Regions from separate parts of the Ostrinia nubilalis genome. Here region 1 is linked to region 2. Evidence: chromatin contacts called from public Hi-C data. All regions are on one chromosome and are shown on one strand. The core of a region is the stretch at or near the end of the contact, and the rest is flanking DNA. Distances in the headings are between cores, read along the strand shown. Region 1 holds the start of LOC135080010. Region 2 holds the start of LOC135079999 (dynein axonemal heavy chain 12).

Evidence for each region. Hi-C and Micro-C count contacts between places; a contact is called where the count stands out from the background.
Region 1: a contact with region 2 is called in a Hi-C map of whole larva, with 2.5 times the contacts expected there. The contact joins the promoter of LOC135080010 here to the promoter of LOC135079999 in region 2. A contact is called at or near these places in 2 of 5 Hi-C or Micro-C datasets (whole body and whole larva).

Annotation. Positions count from the first base shown.
Region 1 is chr17:8,450,168-8,456,518 of ilOstNubi1.1, reverse strand. It overlaps LOC135080010, which reads right to left and starts at 4,834. Exons shown (of 5, transcript XM_063974679.1): 1 at 4,739-4,834; 2 at 3,829-3,976; 3 at 1,494-2,654; 4 at 28-163. The coding sequence starts at 4,789.
Region 2 is chr17:8,286,674-8,293,475 of ilOstNubi1.1, reverse strand. It overlaps LOC135079999 (dynein axonemal heavy chain 12), which reads left to right and starts at 2,464. Exons shown (of 2, transcript XM_063974664.1): 1 at 2,464-2,745; 2 at 2,901-6,802. The coding sequence starts at 2,611.

The sequences.
Region 1 (6,351 bases), core at 3,585-6,084, 160 kb before region 2:
AGATTTTAAGATTTTATATTAACTGACCTGTCGCGCTTCGCGGCTGAGGCGGGGCGAGGGGGGTCCCCGTTGGCAACGGGACGCGGCGGCGAGCGGCGCGCGTCGGGCTCGTCCAGCGACACTATTAGTTGCGCCTTAAGGTCGTAATTCGCCTGCGGCGGTGCTGTGGAAATAAGGATTAGTCCAGTCATTATAGTAAGTTCACCTCGGAATTCGAGATACCCAGCTGTAAGTCTGTAAATACGTGTATATTGACACCCTAAAAGTTGTCTCAAAACCTACATATGGTAGGGTGTAAGCAACTATTAAATTTCAAGGTCAACGGTCACAAAAATCGGTTTTTTGCGCTTTTTTTAGAAATATCTCATTTCCTGTGGGTTTTTTGCTATTTGTATTTATTATCAATATTGTAGAATACTAAATTCTCTACAAATTTTGTTTAAAAACTTTTTTTATACGGTGAACCGTTTTCGAGATAGAGGGCGGAGAGCGCGCGGTCACTGCATCACTTCAGGTCTACTTAAGCGGTTTAGATTTTTCATACAAAAGGATTTTCCCGCTAATTCCTGTTCCCGTGGGAATTCCTAAGTAAACTATAACCTGCCCAGGTGTATGAAGAATAATTGTACCAAGTTTCGTTAAAATCCGTCGAGTAGTTTTTGTTTCTATAAGGAACATACAGACGGACAGACAGACAGACAGATTTTGATTTTGATTTTTGATTTTGATGCAGTGACCGCGCGCTCTCCGCCCTCTATCTCGAAAACGGTTCACCGTATAAAAAAAATTTTTAAACAAAATTTGTAGAGAATTTAGTATTCTACAATATTGATAATAAATACAAATAGCAAAAAACCCATAGGAAATGAGATATTTCCAAAAAAAGCGCAAAAAACCGATTTTTGTGACCTTTGACCTTAAAATTTTATAGTTGCTTACACCCTACCATATGTAGGTTTTGAGACAACTTTTAGGGTGTCAATATACAAGTATTTACAGACTTACAGCTGGGTATCTCTAATTCCGAGATTCTTACCTAATTTAAGCTTAAATGACTGGACTAGATAGCCTTAATACCTCAAGATCTGTGCTTGAAGCGTTCGATTTGGATTTAAGATCGTTATCGCTTTGCTACATCTTATAAGTTACTTGTAAAATTGTTGACTTATGCCATTTAATCGAATCAAAATATTTACTATAGCGAATTATGTAGTGTCTAAACCTGTGATTTATTTATTATTCACAAAGACGAAGATTTAAGCTACTACCTACAGTCTACAGAAGAAGAAGTAGAAAAAAGGTATTTTAGTAGTATTTTTTTTAAAATATTCTAGCTGAAAAACAACTGCCTTTGTATTATATTTCCAATTAAATCAGACAAAACAGTAAAAAAAATCCTTTCAAGCGGGTTTCTAATTAGGAATCAAGTTTCAAAACCATGTCTTAATCTGAACTGAATATTTCGCAAGAATAAGTACAGAAAATAAACTCACCAGGCGTCGTTTTCGAACTATGTCCGCTGCTGTGTCCATTCTCAAGTGGCTTGGCGGGACGCGCGGGCCGCTCGGCCTCGGCCGCGACGAGCTTGGCTGGTTTCCGCACTTTCTTGGCCTCCACACTTGCCACCGACCCGTTCATCGAACTCTGCTGCTTTATCACCTCCTTCCTATCTTTCACGTCCTTCTTACTTAAAAGTTTGACTTTGTCGGGCGCCACTTTAGTCGATATCAACGCGTCGGATTTAATAGGCTCCAGTTTCTTAGGCTTTCGCTCGTCCATCTGCTTTCTAGCTAACTGCTTAGCTCGCTTCAACTCCTGCTCCTGTTTCAATCGCATCAAATTCTCGTTGACTTTTGCCGTCCGGTACGCGTCCTCGTCGTAGGATCTGTCGATGTTTAGCGCTTGCAAGCCGTCTTCCAAATCGAGGGTGGTCGGCTGATACTTCGCCCGCCTCTCCTCCCGGTCTAACCGGTCCAGCGTCCGGGAATCCCGATCCAGAGACGGGGAATACCGGCTCCGAGTCTCCCCGTCCTGCTCTTTGCTCGAAAGATTTCGAAACACGTAATCCCAGCTCTCGTAAGTTCCCATCCCGTCTTCCCTCGCTTTGCTCAAGGCCGGTTGAGTGTCAGACCGCGGTAAACTAGGGAGCGACACGTCACTGAATCCTGACTTTGACGTGCTATTCCTTCTCGAACTTTCGGGCTGCCTGCTTCTTCTGTGACTTCGGTCATCGTCCCGGTGTTTGTCAAAGCGGCCGTTTTCGTAAACGGACGGGGAGTCGAGTTCGATGAGCTGGGCAGTGGGTACAGAAGGATACCTGTTATATTGTGTAGTGGGGGGGTATCCGTTGATAGGTACGTTAGTGGCTTGTTTTATAGGCGCGTAGACTGGTGTGGGGATCATATAGGGTGCTTGGACTGGGTAGTAGTAGGGGACTCCGTAGGGGGTCATGACAAGCTGGCTGGTCACGGTGACGGGGATGTCGTGGGGCAGGGGGTACATGAGGTGGGGGGGCACCGCGTAGGGGGGGTGCATGGGAGGGAGGGGCTCGTCGAACGAGGTCTCGTTGTAGCGGGGGTACCGGGTATCAACTAGCCGGCTCCGGTGGTGGATGTCGGTCACCGTCACGGGTATGTTTGAATATATTTCTGAACCTGAAACAAGGATTTTTCTTATTAAAGTCAGACCGTCCACATTCCGTCCACATTCGGAATTAGCTGAATCTTCAGTTTGGCAAAATAGTCAGTGATATCTATTTTCGATGACCCAATAAATGATTCCAATTATGTATTGAATTAACTGACTGTCAGCCTGTAACCAGGGCCGGTGCAACTCGCTCGAAACTTCAGGCAAATACAAGTTATATTTCAATGTTACCTATCCGCGTATCGCGTTAAAACTTGTTTAAATTAATTCAATTATGCAACGCGAAAGTTTAAAATTAATCCAATTATGTAAGAAATAAATGAAGACACTTGCACGAAGCCTAAATTCAATAAAAAAGCACTTCAATAAAAAAATAAAACACACTGTACCTACTCTCGACACTGGTAAGCAAAGTGCACGAATAGCTCTTATTCATTATAGCATAACGCCGATGATTCTCTATCACTCATACCGTGCACATTAGCACCATCAGCGGCGGCGGCAAGTCTCGCGGCGGCGGCGGTGGCGGCGTCAGAAGCGCGTGCGGCTCTCTCCCGGCACACGTCGGCCCATGAAACACGCGCGCCACCGCTCCATACCGCCTCCCACACTTGAGACAATCTAAAGCCCGGTCTGTGAGCACGTAGAATTTTGTCCAATGACCCCAAGCTACCCATCCTTATCGCTCGCGCGTAATTATATTGCTGTCGCGACTGTGCGACGGGCGCCCGCAGTGAGTATGCGAGCGCGACAGCAACATAATTACACGCGAGCGATAAGGATGGGCAGCTTGGGGTCGTTAGACAAAATTCTACGTGCTCACAGACCAGACTATAGAACTACAAGATCTAAGGCTGACCCACCTGTACCGTGAAAATTAGCACCGTCAACGGCGGCGAAGGCGGCACACACCACGTTCCCACACCTGCGACATTATCTATCTATACCAGGGGTGGCCAACTTGATTAGACATAAGATCTACTGTTTACTAACGAAACCCTGGGTGATCTACCACTTACATACTTCTTGAAATTTTAAATGAAACAGCATAGTTTAGTACATACACAATCATGTAGTATTTTTTGCCTTGCCACGATCGACTGGACTAATAGTCGCGATCGACCGGTTGGCCACACCTGATCTATACCAACAGACATAAGGCCGATTCTCTATCACTCATACCGTGCACATTAGCGCCATCAGCGGCGGCGGCAAGTCTCGCGGCGGCGGCGGCGGCGTCAGAAGCGCGTGCGGCGCGCTCCCGGCACACGTCAGCCCATGAAACACGCGCGCCACCGCCCCATACCGCCTCCCACACTTGAGACATAATCTGGAACAAAAAACTTTGATCAAAACTTGACCAGAACCTTGGATACTCTAGTGCAGTGATTTTCAACCTTTTTCATGACACGACTCCCGTATGAAAAAATATTTGGCGACCCCCCGACCGTTCGCTTTTTTTTCATGCATTTTATAACGTTACAAAGATGTTTGTATGGACCGAATACTTCAATCCATACAACATTTTAATGCAATTGCATAATTAAGATTTCGGATAAATCTGTCTTTGTAACTAATGTTTTTTTTACTGAGGTAGTTTTTATGACCTCTTGCGACCCCCCTATAGAGGCTTGGCGACCCCCCAGGGGGTCGCGACCCACAGGTTGAAAAACACTGCTCTAGTGAACAGAATGTTTATTATGCCGGCACATTTTTACGAGCTGTGTCCCGTCCCACCTTCTGCCACTTAAATTTGGCTATGTTTATCCTAAGGATCTCCTAATTTCTGATCCAATCAATACCATAGGGAAAGTCCGAGTATAGCCGCCGCCCATCAGCTTGTTATCGCATCTCATCTATACGCCAACACCTAGCAGTCTTAGAATATCGAAGCCTCCGTCTTAACACCATTTTCTCTTACCCCAAGCTAGCTGAAAGTGAGTTACTGACCTGGCACTCACACTACGCCACGAGCGCGTCCCGAGATGTGGCCGCCACCATGCAGATGGGAGCGTCCAGTGCCAGCCGCCCCGCGCCCGCCGGCTTCTAACGCCCCACTGGCCCCGCCTACTCAAGGGCTCGGGTCACTGACCTGGCACTCGCACTGCGCCACGAGCGCGTCGCGGGAGATGGCCGCTACCATGTCGGGGCAGATGGGAGCGTCGAGTGCCAGCCGCCCCGCGCCCGCCGGCTTCTAACGCCCCACTGGCCCCGCCTACTCAAGGGCTCGGGTCACTGACCTGGCACTCGCACTGCGCCACGAGCGCATCCCGGGAGATGGCCGCCACCATGTCGGGGCAGATGGGAGCGTCCAGTGCCAGCCGCCCCGCTCCCGCCGGTTTGTAACACCCCACTGTCCCCCGCCTACTCAAGGGCTCGGGTTCACTAACCTGGCACTCGCACTGCGCCACGAGCGCGTCCCGTGAGATGGCCGCCACCATGTCGGGGCAGATGGGAGCGTCCAGTGCCAGCGGCCCCGCGCCCGCCAGCTTCTGACGCCCCACTGGCCCCGCCTACTCAAGGGCTCGGGTTCACTAACCTGGCACTCGCACTGCGCCACGAGCGCGTCCCGGGAGATGGCCGCCACCATGTCGGGGCAGATGGGAGCGTCGAGTGCCAGCCGCCCCGCTCCCGCCGGTTTGTATCCCATCGCGTGCAGAAGCGTCTCCGCGCCCACCATGTTCGCTTCGACTTCGTGCTTGAAGTAGCCGCAGTATAACTGCAAATTTAGAAATTAATAACTTTATTTGACTTACAAACAAAACACAATCGCAAAACAAGATTGCCAACAGCTTGATGTCAGTGTTTGGACAAACACAAATACAAGACAAAACACAATCGCAAACAAAATAAACTGCGTGTGCCTCCGCCAAAGAGGGACTCACTCATTGATCAAGATAGACTGGGGCATTTTTCATCACCATTTTCAACAGGAACCTTTAAAGTTGAGTTGTGTAAAGCTTCAACCACACCAACGTGTACAGATTGTCTTCACCGGCGCGATCCTATGGCCTATGCCAAAGACAGGTCGCGCGACCTGTCACTGGCCTATGATGGTCGACGATGGCGATCTGCACGAGTTGGTGTGGTTGAAGCATATTAGAGCACATATTTCTAAAATGATGATGATCATCATGATTATAATAATTAATAGCATTCGTAATTAACATGTGAAAAGATGCGAGTTCTTAGCAGACGCTAACCACAAACCACAGCGGCGTGACCGCATAATAATTCCGAAAGAAGCATTGTCGCTGCGATCTATTAACTTCGATTGTAATTTTGCAACAGATATGTGCCGGTCCGGTTGTTCGGTGAATTTTAATTGAATTCGAAACCAATCATCATCACAATGCTAGTCAGTTTTGAGATGGTACATACACGCATTCATCTTGGACAATTAAAAGAAACATCTCTTCGCGAAACGAAAGAATCGCGTAAGTCGGTAGCGACCCGCCCTTTCTGAAATTAAATATTTTATGTTGATATTTAGAAAGAGAAATAACATCTAAGGTTTAGCACATAACTGAGTCAGGGGATATATGACATGACAGAGCGTAGAATACGTCTCGCTGACGTTTGACATCACAAAAACACCTTCCACTCCCAAACCTCCGGCACTGACTCAGCGCATTTGGCTTATAACTCCTACTTCTCTAGTATCTCCTGCCGTCTTTAAGTAACTCTGGCAACGCTAACTCACCC
Region 2 (6,802 bases), core at 1,215-3,714:
AAATGATAACTTTACGTCTTTTATCCATTACACGCAGCATCGTTTGGTTATGTATTGTCTTTTATGGAAATATACTCAATCAACTTAACATAGAACAGTTTATTTTTAGTTTCTATTATATATAAATCTCGTTTTATCATATAAAAAAATTAATGCTTGCATTTTTATTTAATTAAAAAAATAATTTTAAATGTGATACTTTTTATTGTTGAAATCTATTAAGTGGCGATCGTGGACCGAAACGTAACCACAATTGACATTTATCATTGTTGACTGACAGAGCATCAAATTGACAAATCAACAACTCTTGGAAATGCTGCTATGCGATGTCCCCTTAATCCTCAGAAATAGGCATGTTTATGTAAAGCGATTTCATAGCAGCTATTTTGGTTGTTACTACGTGCACTATACGATGCACAGTTGGCTGTTAGATGTGGAAGATATCACCTAGTACACGTTCATAACTTCCCGTTGCGTAGAACAGTAGGGTTATAATAAGTATTTGGTCCACTGGTTGTATGGCATTTGGTGAGGGGTTTCAAAGAGCTTCCAAATTATGAATCCAGAAACAACACCGTTTCTTTAGAGACGCGGAACCTCGCTCGGAATTGCATGTCATTATAATAATATTTTTTAATAGCGTTCAGCCTTATTGCGTTCCTGCGATTAGATCTAGGTATTTCCTCGAGGCTCGAAAGAAATGATAACGATGACACACATTATTTACCACTATTTAGGTCGATTTAGGTATAAAAATAGGATTTAAGATACCGCGAAAGCACTCTCAAATTTAACAGCTGCTTAAGACGATTTGACAGTTGTTTGAGTAATGCTTAGCGTTGAATGGCGTTTCAGTATGCGAAAATTCATTTAAGTGGCGTTTGAGTGCAACTTAATTTGAGAGGTGCTTAAAAATTGAGAACTGCTCAGATATTGTTTTGAGTATGCGAAATGTAAGTTTAGGAGCTGCTTAACTATTTGAGAAGCCGTCAAATATTTAAATGGCGTTTCAGTATTCGGCCGTGAGTGTCGTAAATGCGAAACTTTGCTTTCGCTTAACTTCGGAACTAAATGACCTACAGACTTGAAATTTTGGATTTTAAGTATGTGATTATAGCTTACTAGATGACGAAAATTTCTGCGTTCTGGTCTTATCCAGAGGTTCTCAAATAGGGGCCTGAAAATGCGGCGAAATGGTTCCAGTAAAGATGGTACGGCAGTGTTTGCTTCGCGCTCGACTTGGCGGGGGCACTGCCGTGCCCCCAGATCTGTGCCAATTGATTTAAATGTTTTATTATTATTGACATTATTCATCATCGCGTCATCAATTTTTCATATCAGAATCTCATAATTTCAGAATGTCTAAAAAATCATCACAAATCGCCTAATTTTTTATTCTTTTGCAGTTGCTATTTAATTATAATGAAATATAACTACAAGAGGATTTAGTTAATAGTTAAATAACTTTTATATAATGTTTATGTAATGAATTTTTTGAAATACACTTTAAAACACAACAGTTTCATCATTTGAATATAGATTTAGAAAACTTGATTACCAAAAGTGGGTAAGGATAATGTATTCGATAGTTTTTGTTCACTCCTCATTTTATTATTCAAATCCAAATGTCAAAAAATTGTTGCAAAATAGAAATATAGGTGGAAACAAAATTGGAATATTATGTATGTCTAACTCTAACTCCCGAATTAGAGAAAGAGGTAAATTGTTTTAAATAGTTCTCTTGATAAAGTTACAAATACGTTACTTACCTATCTATCTTTTCACATCAATATCTAAGTAAAATTATCAACTGGTCATATATTTTATTGTGATGAATATTCTAGTTAAATTAGGTAAATATTTTTTTTAAGAACGGATTTTGTAAAAAATATATAAATGTAAGTAAGTATGTACATATTATAATATTATATTTGTGCATCTGTTTATTGTTTGTGCGAATATAATTCACTTAAAAAATATAATACTTTTATTTTATTGAAAACCCCGACTTAAGTTTTTTTTAATAAAAAATACAAATACCTCTTAAATCTTGTCCATATTAGCAAAATTTTATTATTAATAATGTAGGTTTGTGAGAACTGCTAATAATATTATTAGTCAACTAGTCTTCATTCTGGATGGCTCGGTGGTTCGCACTTCGCTTGACACAACTCCCTGGTTGCGGGTTCGATTCCCGCTGTCAAATATTGCAAAATTGTTAAAATTACACATTTAAAAAGCATTGCCATAGTACATAATAAAATCATGCAGACGCGACGGCATTTATTCAGTCGAAAATTCATACAATTTCCTGCTATAAAGTAAGACACGCACAAGCATAGAGGAATTAACGCGCACAAGAGTGCCCAAGACATTCACACTAATTAATTGCATTTAACCTTTTTTGATTTTGACTATTTAACTACGTCAAATAACCATCGCGTCGCCGTTGTCATGGAAATAGTATTGACTTCTTCAAAGAAAAGGAATTTTGTGTACATTTTTCAATAAACGTGTTTTTTGTTACAAATACGGTTTATATTCAGTTTTATTGTTTACCAAAAACTTATTGTTAAATCGTATTATGTGATTGTTCAGAAAGGCAACAAAATGGAAGAAAGTGAGCTAAGAAAACTTTTACAAACCAAAAATGGGTGTAGAGTTCCAGTTATGCTGCCCATACCAGATGTTCACAAGATGGACAAATTACCATTTACTCCTCTACCACCGTACAATCGAATAAAGGTATGTGAACATAGTATTTGTAGCGCCATAGTCGTCATAGATGAGTAATGTTTATGTGTAAATGTAATTATTTAACCTGCCGTAGTTAGATGGTATTCCACTGTTTTTATGTTAGCCAATGGCACCTCGCCAGTAATGAAAAATATTATTTGCAGGACAAACAAGCCAAGTTCCGAAAAGTGCTTGAAGAGAAAGCCACTGAGAGAAAGGTGGAGATAGCTCGTCCGCCTTTAGAACGCCGAGAGCGCGACCGCCTTGAGATCGCGCAGTGCAGGCACATAGCAGTCCTGAAAGAATGCGCTGACAAAATACAACCCCCGCCCATGCTCAAATCATGGGAAACCAAAATTTGTGGCCTGATACCTAATAAAATGCGACAGTCGTTCCCGGTAATCATGGAGGAATTGATAAATGAAAGCAAGGCAGACTGGAACCGAAACCTTCACGATCTTGCCGTCAGAATCGTTATTCGCGACGTTCCCGGAGTCTCCCGTAAACGATACGTTGAACCCAATTTCAAATTTGATGGCGTAACACCTAATTACGAGAAAATGATCAAATTCCGGAAGAAACTTCAAGACGGCTCTCTACTACTGCATCCTTTTATTAGACTCGTGCTTGAATCATCCGAGAAAACTTTTCCACCTTTTATTATAAACTTGGCGAAGTATAGAGCCAGAGGCCCTATGGATTTGGAAGAATTTCAAACTAAGGTTATGGAAGAAATAAAACGTGCAGACTATCTGGTTTCCAGTACATGGTATGCAATATTAGTGCAATGGTTAAAAAATCCACGATGCCTTAAAGGAATGAAGCCAAAGAAAATTCCAGATTTCGTGAAATGTGCTACCAAAATGATATCTATGCAGATACAAGAATTGATGAGAAGATCGATTGATGCTATCATTGATTACTTGAAAAATCCTGATTATGTTCCAATTCTCAATATAGCGCTTGATTTTGATGGCGAATTCATATACGATCCATCCCTTGAAACTGTTTATGGTGCCTTTCATGATATTGCAGATGCAATATCTCATATATCGCAAAGATTAATGCCTATAGAACAGTATCTCAGAATACCATATTCACACGATGCTCTGCCAGTACATTACAACGAATGGCTACATAAAGACGGCCATGAAAGATTGCAGAAACAGCTGGATGTTGTATTTGAGCCGCTTCTTCAGTATTTGGATCGCCTTCGTGCTGAATATAACATGTTGTATGGAGCTCCAGCCAAAGCAGCTTTACATAAATTTATCGAAGAAGCTGAAGAGTTTGAAGAAAGTCGTGATAAAATCAGATATTTTCAAAGTATAGATTCTGAAATAACAGCTGTTCTTGAGAACGAATATTTTAATTGTTCCGTCGTTTGTCAATTAAGAATGGTAGATGGGCTGAAACGAAAAGCATTGGAGTTCATAAATGATATTATCGCGGGTATAGTCAGAACTCACATGGATGAAAATCATAGCATTTGCACTGAATTTGAAATAATTGCAGCCAAAGCTCTGAAAGAACCTGAAAATGCAGCTGAATTGATCGAGCAAGGTGTTTATATTTTACACGCTAAAACTGTTTTAGTTGAAGCCCTAAAAGAAAGAATAATGAGACAAATCGAAATAATTTCAAATCTTCTAGAAATGACGTCACTAACTCCAGAACATGTAGCATCCAATACGCGCACGGTAAATTGGTTGCGAGACATTAAACCAATATTTGAAAAAAATGCAGCTGCGTATGAGACGTTTAAAGGAGAAATGGAAGACAATTTATTGTCTAAAATAGCATACCTTAATAATGAAGTTATTCAAATGACGCCATATTTGGAACTTCTTGATAATATGGATGATATCAACCATACATCTGAATATTTGGAGTATTTGCGGAGGCTTGTCCACCGACTTGGAGAATGTGATAAACTGGTTACTTGGATTAATAATGAAGAAACTACTTTTAAATTTCCGGTGTCAAGTTATACTGACTTGGAAGAGCTCAAAGATTTTATTTTACCATTTTACTGTCTTATACACCTTGTACATCGATGGAAACGAAGTTACTATACATGGATGGATGGAGTTTTCGAATATTTGGATCATAATCAGATTGAACAGGATCATGATTTCTTTTATAAAGAGTTTTTAAAACTATCTAAAAACTATAAAAACAAAATAAAACAACAAATCGCTGAAGGTGTCGAGAAACGATTCCAAGGTTTAGTAGATGATCCTGATGTAAATAATTTACCTGCCCCAATGAAGCTATGTGCTCAAGCTATAGCTGAAATTAAGGAATGGAGACCTAACGTTCAAATGGCTCATATCATGTGTAATCCGGCATTAGTGCAACGTCACTGGGATGAGATGTCCAACATTGCCGGTTTTGATTTGACTCCTACAGCTGGAACAACATTACGCAAAATAATTAATTTTAATTTGTGGGATGAAATTGATCAATATGAAATTATCAGCGTGGCTGCGACTAAAGAGCTGGCTCTAATCACCAATCTTAATAAAATGATAGCCGAATGGACTGACATTTGTTTCAAAACTAGCCCTTATAAGGACACTGGAATTTTTATACTGTCTGGACTTGACGATATTCAAAGCGTTTTAGATGACCATATAGTGAAAACCGTCGGAATGCGCGGTTCTGCGTTTGTGAAACCATTTGAAGCACAAGTCAGAGCATGGTATGAAAAAATAATGAGAGTGAATGCTACCATAGATGAATGGGGTAAAGTACAAAGTCAATGGTTGTATTTGCTGCCAATATTTTCATCGAAAGATATCGTGGCTCAAATGCCAGAAGAAGGAGTTATGTTCGTGGAAGTAAATAATACATATCGTCGTTATATGGGTTCTGTTGACAAAGATCCGCACACTCTTGAACTCGCTGGCGGCATGGGAGTACTGGAAGCGTTCAGGATAGCTTCCGGCATGTTGGAAAAAATTAACGATGGTGTTAATAACTATCTGGAGAAAAAACGTCTGTATTTCCCCAGATTTTTCTTCTTATCGAACGATGAAATGTTGGAAATATTATCAGAAACTAAAAATCCTCTCAAAGTACAACCACATCTGAAGAAATGTTTTGAAGGTATAAATAGATTGGTTTTTGATGAAGAGTTTAACATTTCGTCTATGATATCAATGGAAGGAGAACAAATAGAATTTTTGGAAATTATAAGTGTATCTGCAGCCAGAGGCTCAGTGGAGAAATGGTTGGTGCAAGTAGAGGAGCAGATGCTCAAAGCTGTGAAAATGGAGACAGAGTTGTCGTATTATGATTACCCCAATATGGGAAGAGTAGAGTGGATTCTTTCGTGGGAAGGCATGGTCGTACTAGCTATATCACAAATTTATTGGGCTGTCGATGTTCATGAGTCTTTGAGTACCCATAAACTTAGCGAACTTCAAGCTTTTCATACAAGCTTAACAAAACAGCTGAATGAAACTGTAGCTGTTATTCGGCGTACAGATTTAACTAAACTAAGTAGTATTACTGTCAAAGCACTAATTGTAATCGATGTGCATGCTAAAGATGTCATATTTGATTTGGTAGGAAAAAATGTCACTGAAGTAACAGACTTTCAATGGCTATCCCAATTGCGATATTATTGGGAAGAAGAACGAGTGTTTGTGAAAATAATAAACGCTGTGGTTGACTATGCATATGAATATTTAGGAAATTCCGATCGCTTAGTCATAACACCGTTGACAGATCGTTGCTATCGTACATTAATTGGAGCGTACTATCTCCATCTAAATGGTGCACCTGAAGGACCAGCAGGCACGGGCAAAACAGAAACTACTAAAGATCTTGCAAAGGCTCTAGCTGTGCAATGCGTAGTATTCAATTGTTCTGATGGTTTAGATTATAAAGCCATGGGTAAATTTTTTAAAGGGTTAGCTTCCTGTGGAGCTTGGGTATGTTTTGATGAATTCAACCGAATTGAAGTAGAGGTATTATCGGTAATTGCCCAGCAAATACTTTGTATTGTGCAAGCAGTGAGACAACACATGGAAACGTTTGATTTCGAAGGAACTATACT